Linked DNA regions of Mus musculus: region 2 is linked to region 1. The links are chromatin contacts, called in public Hi-C maps. All regions are on one chromosome and are shown on one strand. The core of a region is the stretch at or near the end of the contact, and the rest is flanking DNA. Distances in the headings are between cores, read along the strand shown. Region 1 overlaps E2f3 (E2F transcription factor 3). Region 2 has its middle 29 kb from the start of Gm40863.

Region 1 (4,653 bases), core at 1,238-3,737:
TACCACTTATTAAGGACAAAGGCAAATGTGCATACTAATAAAACAGATGTGCTGCTTATTTTAAAGTGAACAATGAAATCTTGACCTGGGAGAATTCCACCTCAGCGGTAGAGCACAGGCCTGGCCTGCTCAGGTTCTGGGTTCAGTCCCCCGATATTCAGATTTCAGGGCTAAGAAGCTTAAGGAGTTAAATCTTGCAGATCACCACAGAAACTAAGGCATATTCAACCTTTTTCACAGCAGACTGATATTTGTACTTTATGATCTTCAATACTGAGAGCACCAGTCACATTAATGTATAAGTAACCGGCAGAAAATGAATGGGGCTATTTCAGAAATGGTTGGAAATTCTGTCTTGTTCTCAGGTTTTTAATGAAATTGAAGTCAACTCAAGCCATAGTTTTTTTGTTTTTTGAATTCTAAGTCTGCACTCCAGCAATACACTAATGTGATTTTTCCTATGCTGAGGAACAATGGCAGGAAAATACTAAAAAGTCTTTGTTTTCCATAATTAAGCCACAGTGTTTCTGTCAGCAGAAAGCTTTGTGTGTATGGTGAAAACACAGTAGTTTGTGACCTACATAATCTCAGATCTGTGCTGTTTCCTGGGGTGTGTTCATTGGTGTTTTTCTGGAGCGACAGCATGGGAAATGCAAGCAGTGTCTTCTATGTTCAGAACCAAGGCTGTGGGGAAGGTGTCTGATACAATATGGGTGAGTACTGGCAGATTCCATGAAATTCATCATTTCAGTGTTTAATTTTGGGCTAACTTTTGATGGTTGCACATTCAAAAACCTTTGACTACTACCAATGTGTGTGTGTGTGTGTGTGTGTGTGTGTGTGTGTGTGTGTGTGTGTCCTAAATGTGATTATGCTAGCTTCCATGTGGGGTAAAGACCCTCATCTTAAGAAGCTAGATGTTAAGTACAGGCTGGCCTAGGTTCTAAAGAAACTAGAATTGAGAAGTGGATCCGTTAACATAGGGTCCCAGGTTCCAGTACCAAGCAGATACATAATTCTTCCAAGGCTTCATCACTGTGACAGTGAAGGAAGATGGCAGAACAATAGCCATGTTGGGGACTGGGAAGCAGCCCAAGGGCTAGGCAGCAGATTGGGAGATGTAGACAGAATGAAGAGTGGGGATTCAGTAGACTATCTAAGGTGGAGGGTATAGTAAAGGCAAGAAGGAACTGGACACACAGCAAGAACGCACAGACGTTACGGGAGCTTTTCCTGGCAAGTTGGAAACATCCATTCACCTCAGATAAGGCAACAACGGGTCAAAGAAATGGTTCCACCCATGTCCAACCTGTGAGCCACTGAGTTAGCTTTTAACTTCAAGAGCATGGGCAATTTATCAGGTACAGGCTAAAGCACCAGGGGGTCTACAACTGCAGTAGTTATGTGAAAGGAAATACAAACTCTGCTGTACTTGACTTCAACATGAACAAAATTTCAAGAACCGTGGTGTGCATAAATGGCCTATTTATCCAGGAGCATATAGTGTGTTTGTAGGGGGAAAGGGAGGAGAGGTGAGTATTGCACCACTGGAAGACAGCACAGAATAACAAAACGGGCTAAATCAAGAATTGGCTGCATAAGCATGTTACATAGGGACACCAGCAGCAATGGTGACATTGGTTCTCCTGGGAAGGCAGCCACTGTAATTGCTCTGAAACATAGACCTTGGGGCTTCTATTTATGTCTAAACAACAACGTAGCAGGGCTGGAGAGAGAGTTGAGCAAATTTGTTACTCTTGCAGGGAAGACCTGGGTCTAGCACCCATGTGGAGCCTCACAGCTTTCTGTAACTTCTAGTTTCAGGGGATCCCAACCCCCCTCTTCTGACTTGTGTGGGCACACTGCGTGCACACAGTGCTCAGACATACATGCAAGCAAAACACCCATAACATGGTTAAAATAAAAAACAAACAAACAAAAAAAAAAACAATGTGCAGGCAGGGCAGGTAATGAGATGGCCAATGGGTACGAATGCATAATGCTCTTAAGGAGGACCTGAGTTTGTTCCTTGGCTCCCATGTTAGGTGGTTTACAACCACCTATAACTCCAGCTTCAGGGACATGTGACACCTGGCCTGTGAGGACACCTGCACTCAGATGTATATATTCCCACAGAAACAAACACATACGCAACAGCATCATTTTTCAAATGTTTTAAAAAGAAAAATGCAACAAGAAGGAAGGCAGATGTTAGTTCCTGACTAAGTGGCTTCTGAACATTGTGTGTCAGCTTGGCAGCCACTTTTCCTTTAGGAACTCTCCTAAGAGGAGAATTGGCTCCCAGGTTAGTCCATACATAAAAGTTAAAGTGAAGTTTCAGAGTCAAAAAGAAGAAAAATGTCTGAGCTTGGGTAGTAATTGTAATTCAGTAAAAATGGTTGACCTGGGGCTCTTGGGTCACTGTTCAGGGCGCCTCTTACCCCCCTGCCTGAAGGGCTTTGGTTTCTCTCAGTTCCTCACTCACAGGCTCACACAGGATGCCGCTCTGAGCTGAGCTCTCAGCTCTCACTATAGGATTTCTGGTGCATTCCTTTTGGTTTGTGTGCATCCTGTTCAGTAGCAGGGACCATTGTGCCCCCTCCAAGATTTGGCCATTTATGCTGGACACGTCTGGGAAGAGACAAGTATTTGAGAAACATGCTGTTTGATTTGACACAGTGTCTCTTTAAGCAGCCCTGGTGGCCCCACAACTCACTCCATAGATGAGGCTAATCCCCGGCTCACAGAGCTCTCCTGCCCCTGCCTGAGTGCTGGGATTAAAAGATGTTCGTCACCATGCTTCAGCTGCTCTTTCTGATACACAGATGCCAAAGAAATACCTGTTGGGGTCATACTGTGGAATTGCTAGTTTGAATGTCATTAAGTTTAATATGTGGATGTGGCCATTTTAAAAATACAATAAAATGTTACAAAAATAAGCATGACGTCATTGCCTCATTTCCTTTCATTGTAGTTCACAGAAATAGCCACCATGAACATTTGATAAATGGATCTTTCCTTTAATTATAGGTTCTTTGTATGTGGTCCAGGCTAACTTCATACACACTGTCTTCCAGCTTCCTCTACCTAACTTAGCTTGCCATGGTCTTTCCAAGCCTTTCTCCCCTGTGAGAAACTTTTGTTCAAATACATAGTTGTATGCTCCCCTCTGCCGCATGGAATCATATATCTCTTTCTATAACTCATCTCCACAGTACTTTTTCTGTGTAGTATGTGGTGCTTAAACTCCAGCCAGTGCACAGACAGACAGTTATGCACGCATACACGTTATCTCTTAGAGGTTGACAACACTAAAGCTTTGTGGTAAGGAATTGGAGAATCGATTCCTTGTCTTATTTGGTATAAATAAACAAATAAATCAATGTAAGGTGGGCTTGTCTTTCGCCTTGCTCTGGGGATCCTAAGCCAAAGACTAGACCTGGGCTGGGCATGTTGTTGCTACACACCTTTAATCCCAGCTCTCAGAGGCAGAGGCATGAAGATCTCTACAAATTCAAGGCCAACCCTGAATTTACAGATTACTTAGTGAGGTCCAGGCTATATAGTGAGATCCTATCTAAAAAAAATAAATAAATAAAACTTCTGGGCCGTGATTGCCATGTAAAATCGTGCTGTGGCAGCCCACACGTCGCTATGGAAGCAGGACGCTTGTCTCAAGCATCAGAAAAGTCAAGGTTAGCCGGGCATGGTGGCACACACCTTTAATCCCAGCACTCGGGAGGCAGAGGCAGGCAGATTTCTGAGTTCGAGGCCAGCCTGGTCTACAAAGTGAGTTCCAGGACAGCCAGGGCTATACAGAGAAAACCTATCTCAAAAAAAACCAAACAAACAAAAAAAGTCAAGGTTGCATAGAATCTGTACAGATCATATTTGCTAATTTGCTCAACACAGAAAGAGCGTGTTAATACCTATTCCACAGAGTCATCACTAACATTTATGGAGAAATTATTATATAATAGTGTTGAATGCTTAAGTAAAATGTAGTTTGTTAATTACTATGTTACACAGTTATGAGGAAGTCACTACATGCACGCAGTACCAGGTATCACACTCCAGGACATGTTGATAAAGAGTGCTGGTGTTGCTGTGATTTGTAAAAAGACAAAGGTTAGAAGTATTGCATTATGGTGGTGCGTCTCTGTATATTATATATACTTAGATTTACTTAGGTAGAACATCTGAAGAGTTGTTGTCCAGGTAACTTCCCAGTGCTTACGTTTGAGAAAGGGGCCTGGGGACCGGGAGCAGGAGAAACTCTTGCTTTTCCCATTTATCTGTTTGTAGTGAGTAAAGTGTGGTTTGCATTTATTATGGCAGGAAGAGGTTCGGCTTTTCTGAATGGATAAGATAGTATTCAAGTTTATTATGAAGGCAATGTCAAGGGCCTAGAGGGGTAACCCAGTGGGTAAGAACTCTTAGTATTCTTGCAGAGGAGTGGGGTTCCTAGCACCCACATCATGTGGCTTACAGTCGACTGTCACTCCAGGTCCAGGGGCTTCACTACGCTCTTCAAGCATCCAAGGGCAGCTACACACATTTGTGTGCATGCAAATAGATGAGCGACTAAGTAAGGCACCGGAGAAGTGGCTCTGCGGCCGAGTGCTTCTTCCCCCAGCAGAGGACTGGAGTTCA
Region 2 (4,653 bases), core at 667-3,166, 340 kb before region 1:
CAACTTGAGAAGAGTTTATTTCCAGTTCAGAGGGATGAGAGTTGATTATGGCAAGGAAACACGGCGACATGCAGCATGTACTAGAACAGGCACACGGAGGCTAGAGCAAGAAGCCGAGAGCTCACGCCCTCAAATGCAAGCACGAGGAAAAGAGAGCAAACCGGAAGTTGCTGAATCATTTTACTCTCAAAAGTAGCCCCCACTTCCGTGAGGTACTTCCTCCATCGAATCTGCCCCACCCAAACCTCCCCCAAACAGCGCCCCCTGCTGAAGACCTCATGTTTAAGTGCCTGAAGACCGTGGTGAACATTCCCAGTGCAAAACCTCCCTGCCTGAAGTTGCTTCTTGCCAGGCATTTGATGAGCAATAAGGAAATTAAACCAGCACCTGCATTTCCTCTACATTGTCCATAAAACTACATAGAATATCCTATTAGGGCCTTTATACCATATGCATCCCCTAAAGTTGCTTCTCCGTTTTTATTCTTCATACTCTACATTTGTTTTCTTTCCTACAACTTCAAAAACCGGGCTTCCTTACTCTTGTCTCTGTTTCTGATGTTTTCTTAAGCAACTGCCTCCATCCTCCCAAATGCGTACTGAATGGCCCCAAACTTTTATCCTTATGCTGTGGAACTACAAATCTCGTCCACTTCAGCAACTCACTTAAACTCTTGGCAGCAGCTTATTTAGATCATACCAAATTAAATCCAATGACAGTCCCTGTCCGCCTGCATCACTGCCCTCCCTGATCGGTGAAGGAATGGCCATTACCCAGCAGCCCTGGCTCATTCTCAACTTCTATTTCGTGTCTTGGATAATTCTGGATCCATCACTTGTCTCCATGCCTGCTGTCAACAAACAAGTTGTCACACATATTCTCTGGTCCTCTCTCTAACCACTTCTCTCTCTACACCCTGAACAATCTCTCTTTTTATAAAATTTGAGGCAATTTGACTTGAATAAAACTGGAAAAGGTGCATTACAAAGCTCTTTCATGGTGATATCAAATGATAATATCAAGTGGTAGTTTTTTCATAATTTTTATTATTCGATTCATCTTTCTATTTTATAATATACAAAACATTTATATATAAATATATATATACTATATATAAAACATTTTCTATTTGAAAGTGAGTTCCACACAAAATGCCTTCCTTGCACCTAGATATTTTATTATGTTCAGACAAGTTGTTATTTTTGATAACCACAATATAATAAGCAAAATCACAGAATAAAGATTTATGTAAAAATCTAATTATAGGACTGTTACAAAATTTTCCAGTTATCCTACCATTCATTTCCCTTGATTAAAAAAAAAAACAAAAACAAAAAACCAAGTCTGTGTCCAGGATCTAAGCCAGATTACACGCTGCCCTGTCACTCTCAGTCCCCACAACCTGAAACAGCTCCTCCAGTCTCTGTAATCTTTTCTAATTGGATTTTCTGTGTGTGAGGCACAGGTCCTGTATTTGCAGAGTGCACTTACTGCTCATTGTGCTTTGTGTGTTCTCAACGTCTGATCCAGATCATGCATTGGTGGCCTGCTATCCCAGAGACTGTGTTTTATTCTTCTCTATGACTACCGAGGAAAGCCCGTGTTTATACATTGTCACTGACGGTGGCAACCCTGACCACTGATAGGGCATCTGCTAAATTCAAAGACTCAAAAAACCCAGGACCTCCTAGCAGTCCTTCCTGTTAGAGGAAAGAGAAGGTCATCAGAGCGTTCTCCTGTCCCCAAGTAAAGCTGCGTGTGGTCACATTCTGGGTGTACAAGGTCTTGACGGTGCTCGAGGAGACTAGACAGAAGGTTGACGAAGGCGTGCGCTCCAGTGACTTGTCTTTACTGAGTTACGACCTTCCCCATGATGCCCCTGGAGGGAAGCCCAGCAAGCACAGCGGTTCAGCAATCAAGGCTTGGGTGCACCAGCTATGGTGATCTCTGTCCCTGACACAGGAAAGCTGCTGCCCTGGGGCTCCCTACACTGCTCTCTGGTACTCCACCGTCTCTGCTCCTTGGCAGGTGTTCGGCTTTTATAACCCCAGGGGCAGGGGGTTGACACGATGGTAATTTACCAATTAATTTATGCCATATGAGCTTCTTCTGTCTCACATCCCCATTCTAGATCCTTCCTGGCACCGTTTCTCAAACAAAGCATTGTAACTCATCGCTGAATGTTCAGCATGGTGTCGGTGTAACAAAGAAACGCAGTTCAGAAAGTGCATGGCCTTTCTGTTTCTCGGCAGAGACTATGCCACGTTCAAAGATTACCAAAGCCAAGAGTCAATCCTAAATATACGATTCATTCAGATTAATAGGACAAGAGGAAAATTTTTATATAACTTCTGAAATGGATACAAATTTGGCACTATCAGAATGGGGCCCAAGAAGGAGGCTGAAGCTTCAGGTCCTGATACCATCATCTGCTACAAGTATGTCCACAGGAAAACCATGCCCCGGTTTAAAGAGGAAGATAAGTAGCTAGTTCCAGAAACTGGAGCTATGGCTCAGCAGCTATGGCCCTGGCCCCTGCTGTCTGTGGCAGGCAGGAGTGCTGGCTCTCCCCACACTGTCTGAGCAGCGTAGCAGGAGAGCTGAGGCAGTGCTGGAGAGCTTGTCTTAGTGACTTGGGTGCAGGAGAGCTGCCTCAGATAGTGTGAGCACTGCAGAGCTGGTGGGCTGACCAGCTCAGCTACCAACCAGGCCCAGATCCAGGGGTTGAGTTATTCCACCCCATCTATGAACTGTGGGAGTCCATGAAAGGGCTGGTCCTGCAGATCTCCATGACACATGATGACACCAAGATATCCCAGGGGAGTCCCAGTGAGGATCCAGTATTGACAGTGTAGCAGAAGCCAGAGGCCTCACATGAGACCAATGATTCACTGCAATGAACATTTGCAAGTCAATCTGTTTGGGCAAAGGGGTATATACTGTGTGACAGGCCGTGACACATCGCAGCTTCCACAGTGAGATTTTTTTAATTATTTTTTTTTCTTTTGTGAGGGAGATCTCAAGGGTAGAGTGCAGAGATGGAGAGATGAGGAGATGTGTGGGATTGGGGTGCATAATGTAAAAAAAAAAATCAATTTAAAAGTTAAAAATATAAAGCCTACCTACCACTCTTGCAGGAGACTTGAGTTAACATCCCAGCACCTGAGTAGGACAGCTCACAACCGCTTGTAAGTCCACACGATCCGACGCCCTCTTCTGGCCTCTACCACCACTGCATTCAGGTGCACATGCTCACACCGGCACACGCAGACATGCACATTTTAAAAATAATAAAAGTAACTCTCTGTAAAATACTTGGTCCCAGGCTGGAGAGGTGGTACAGAGGTCAAGAGCACTGGCTACTCTTCCAGAGGTTCTGAGTTCAAATCCCAGCAACCACATGGAATACTGAGCATCTATCCTGAGATCTGGTGTCCTCTTCTGGCCTGCAGGGATATACACATAAACAGAACAGTTGTGTGTGTGTGTGTGTGTGTGTGTGTGTGTGTGTGTGTGTGTGTGTAATAAATCTTTATTTTAAAAAACAAACTTGGTTCCTCTAATTCTAATTGTGTGGGAACCAATGAGAAGAGCGTGTGGGAAACTGAGCCAAGTTGTAAATTACAAATAAAACGTGTCTGACTCTGGAAATCAGTCTGGCGGTTCCTCAGAAAATTGGACATAGTACTACCGGAGGATCCAGCAATACCTCTCCTGGGCATATATCCAGAAGATGCCCCAACTGGTAAGAAGGACACATGCTCCACTATGTTCATAGCAGCCTTATTTATAATAGCCAGAAGCTGGAAAGAACCCAGATGCCCCTCAACAGAGGAATGGATACAGAAAATGTGGTACATTTACACAATGGAATACTACTCAGCTATTAAAAAAAATGAATTTATGAAATTCCTAGGCAAATGGATGGATCTGGAGGGCATCATCCTGAGTGAGGTAACACATTCACAAAGGAACTCACACAATATGTACTCACTGATAAGTGGATATTAGCCCAGAAACTTAGGATACCCAAGATATAAGATACAACTTGCCAAACGCATGAAATTCAAGAAGAACGAAGACCAAAGTGTGGACACTCTACCCTTTCTTAGAAATGGGAACAAAACACCCATAGAAGGAGTTACAGAGACAAAAGTTGGAGCTGTGATGAAAGGATAGACCATCTAGTGATTGCCATATGCAGGGATCCATCCCATAATCAGCTTCCAAATGCTGACACCATTGCATACACTAGCAAGATTTTGCTGAAAGGACCCAGATATAGCTGTCTCTTGTGAGACTATGCCGGGACTAGCAAACACAGAAGTGGATGCTCACAGTCAGCTATTGGATGGACCACAGGGCCCCCAATGGAGGAGCTAGAGAAAGTACCCAAGGAACTAAAGGGATCTGCAACCCTATAGGTGGAACAACAATATGAACTAACCAGTACCTGGGAGCTCTTGTCTTTAGCTGCATATGTATCAAAAGATGGCCTAGTCGGCCATCACTGCAAAGAGAGGCCCATTGGACTTGCAAACTTTATATGCCCCAGTACAGGGGAACACCAGGGCCAAAAAGGGGCAGTGGGTGGGTAGGGGATTGGGGGGGTGGGTATGGGGGACCTTTGGGATAGCATTGAAAATGTAAACG

The links. A called contact is a pair of places that touch in the nucleus more often than the background predicts.
Region 2: a contact with region 1 is called in a Hi-C map of rod photoreceptor, with 2.6 times the contacts expected there. The contact joins two enhancer-like sites.

What each region holds. Positions count from the first base shown.
Region 1 is chr13:29,924,430-29,929,082 of GRCm38.p6, reverse strand. The region is part of intron 1 of E2f3 (E2F transcription factor 3); the gene reads left to right. Among named protein-coding and RNA genes, the nearest start is that of E2f3, 59 kb to the left of the region's middle. Within about 2 kb of position 2,487, at least 8 of the 459 cell types and tissues checked have an H3K27ac peak or open chromatin away from gene starts, as enhancers often do. A contact at or near this core is called in rod photoreceptor, where this site is marked.
Region 2 is chr13:30,261,759-30,266,411 of GRCm38.p6, reverse strand. No RefSeq gene overlaps it. Among named protein-coding and RNA genes, the nearest start is that of Gm40863, 29 kb to the right of the region's middle. Within about 2 kb of position 1,916, at least 10 of the 459 cell types and tissues checked have an H3K27ac peak or open chromatin away from gene starts, as enhancers often do. A contact at or near this core is called in rod photoreceptor, where this site is marked.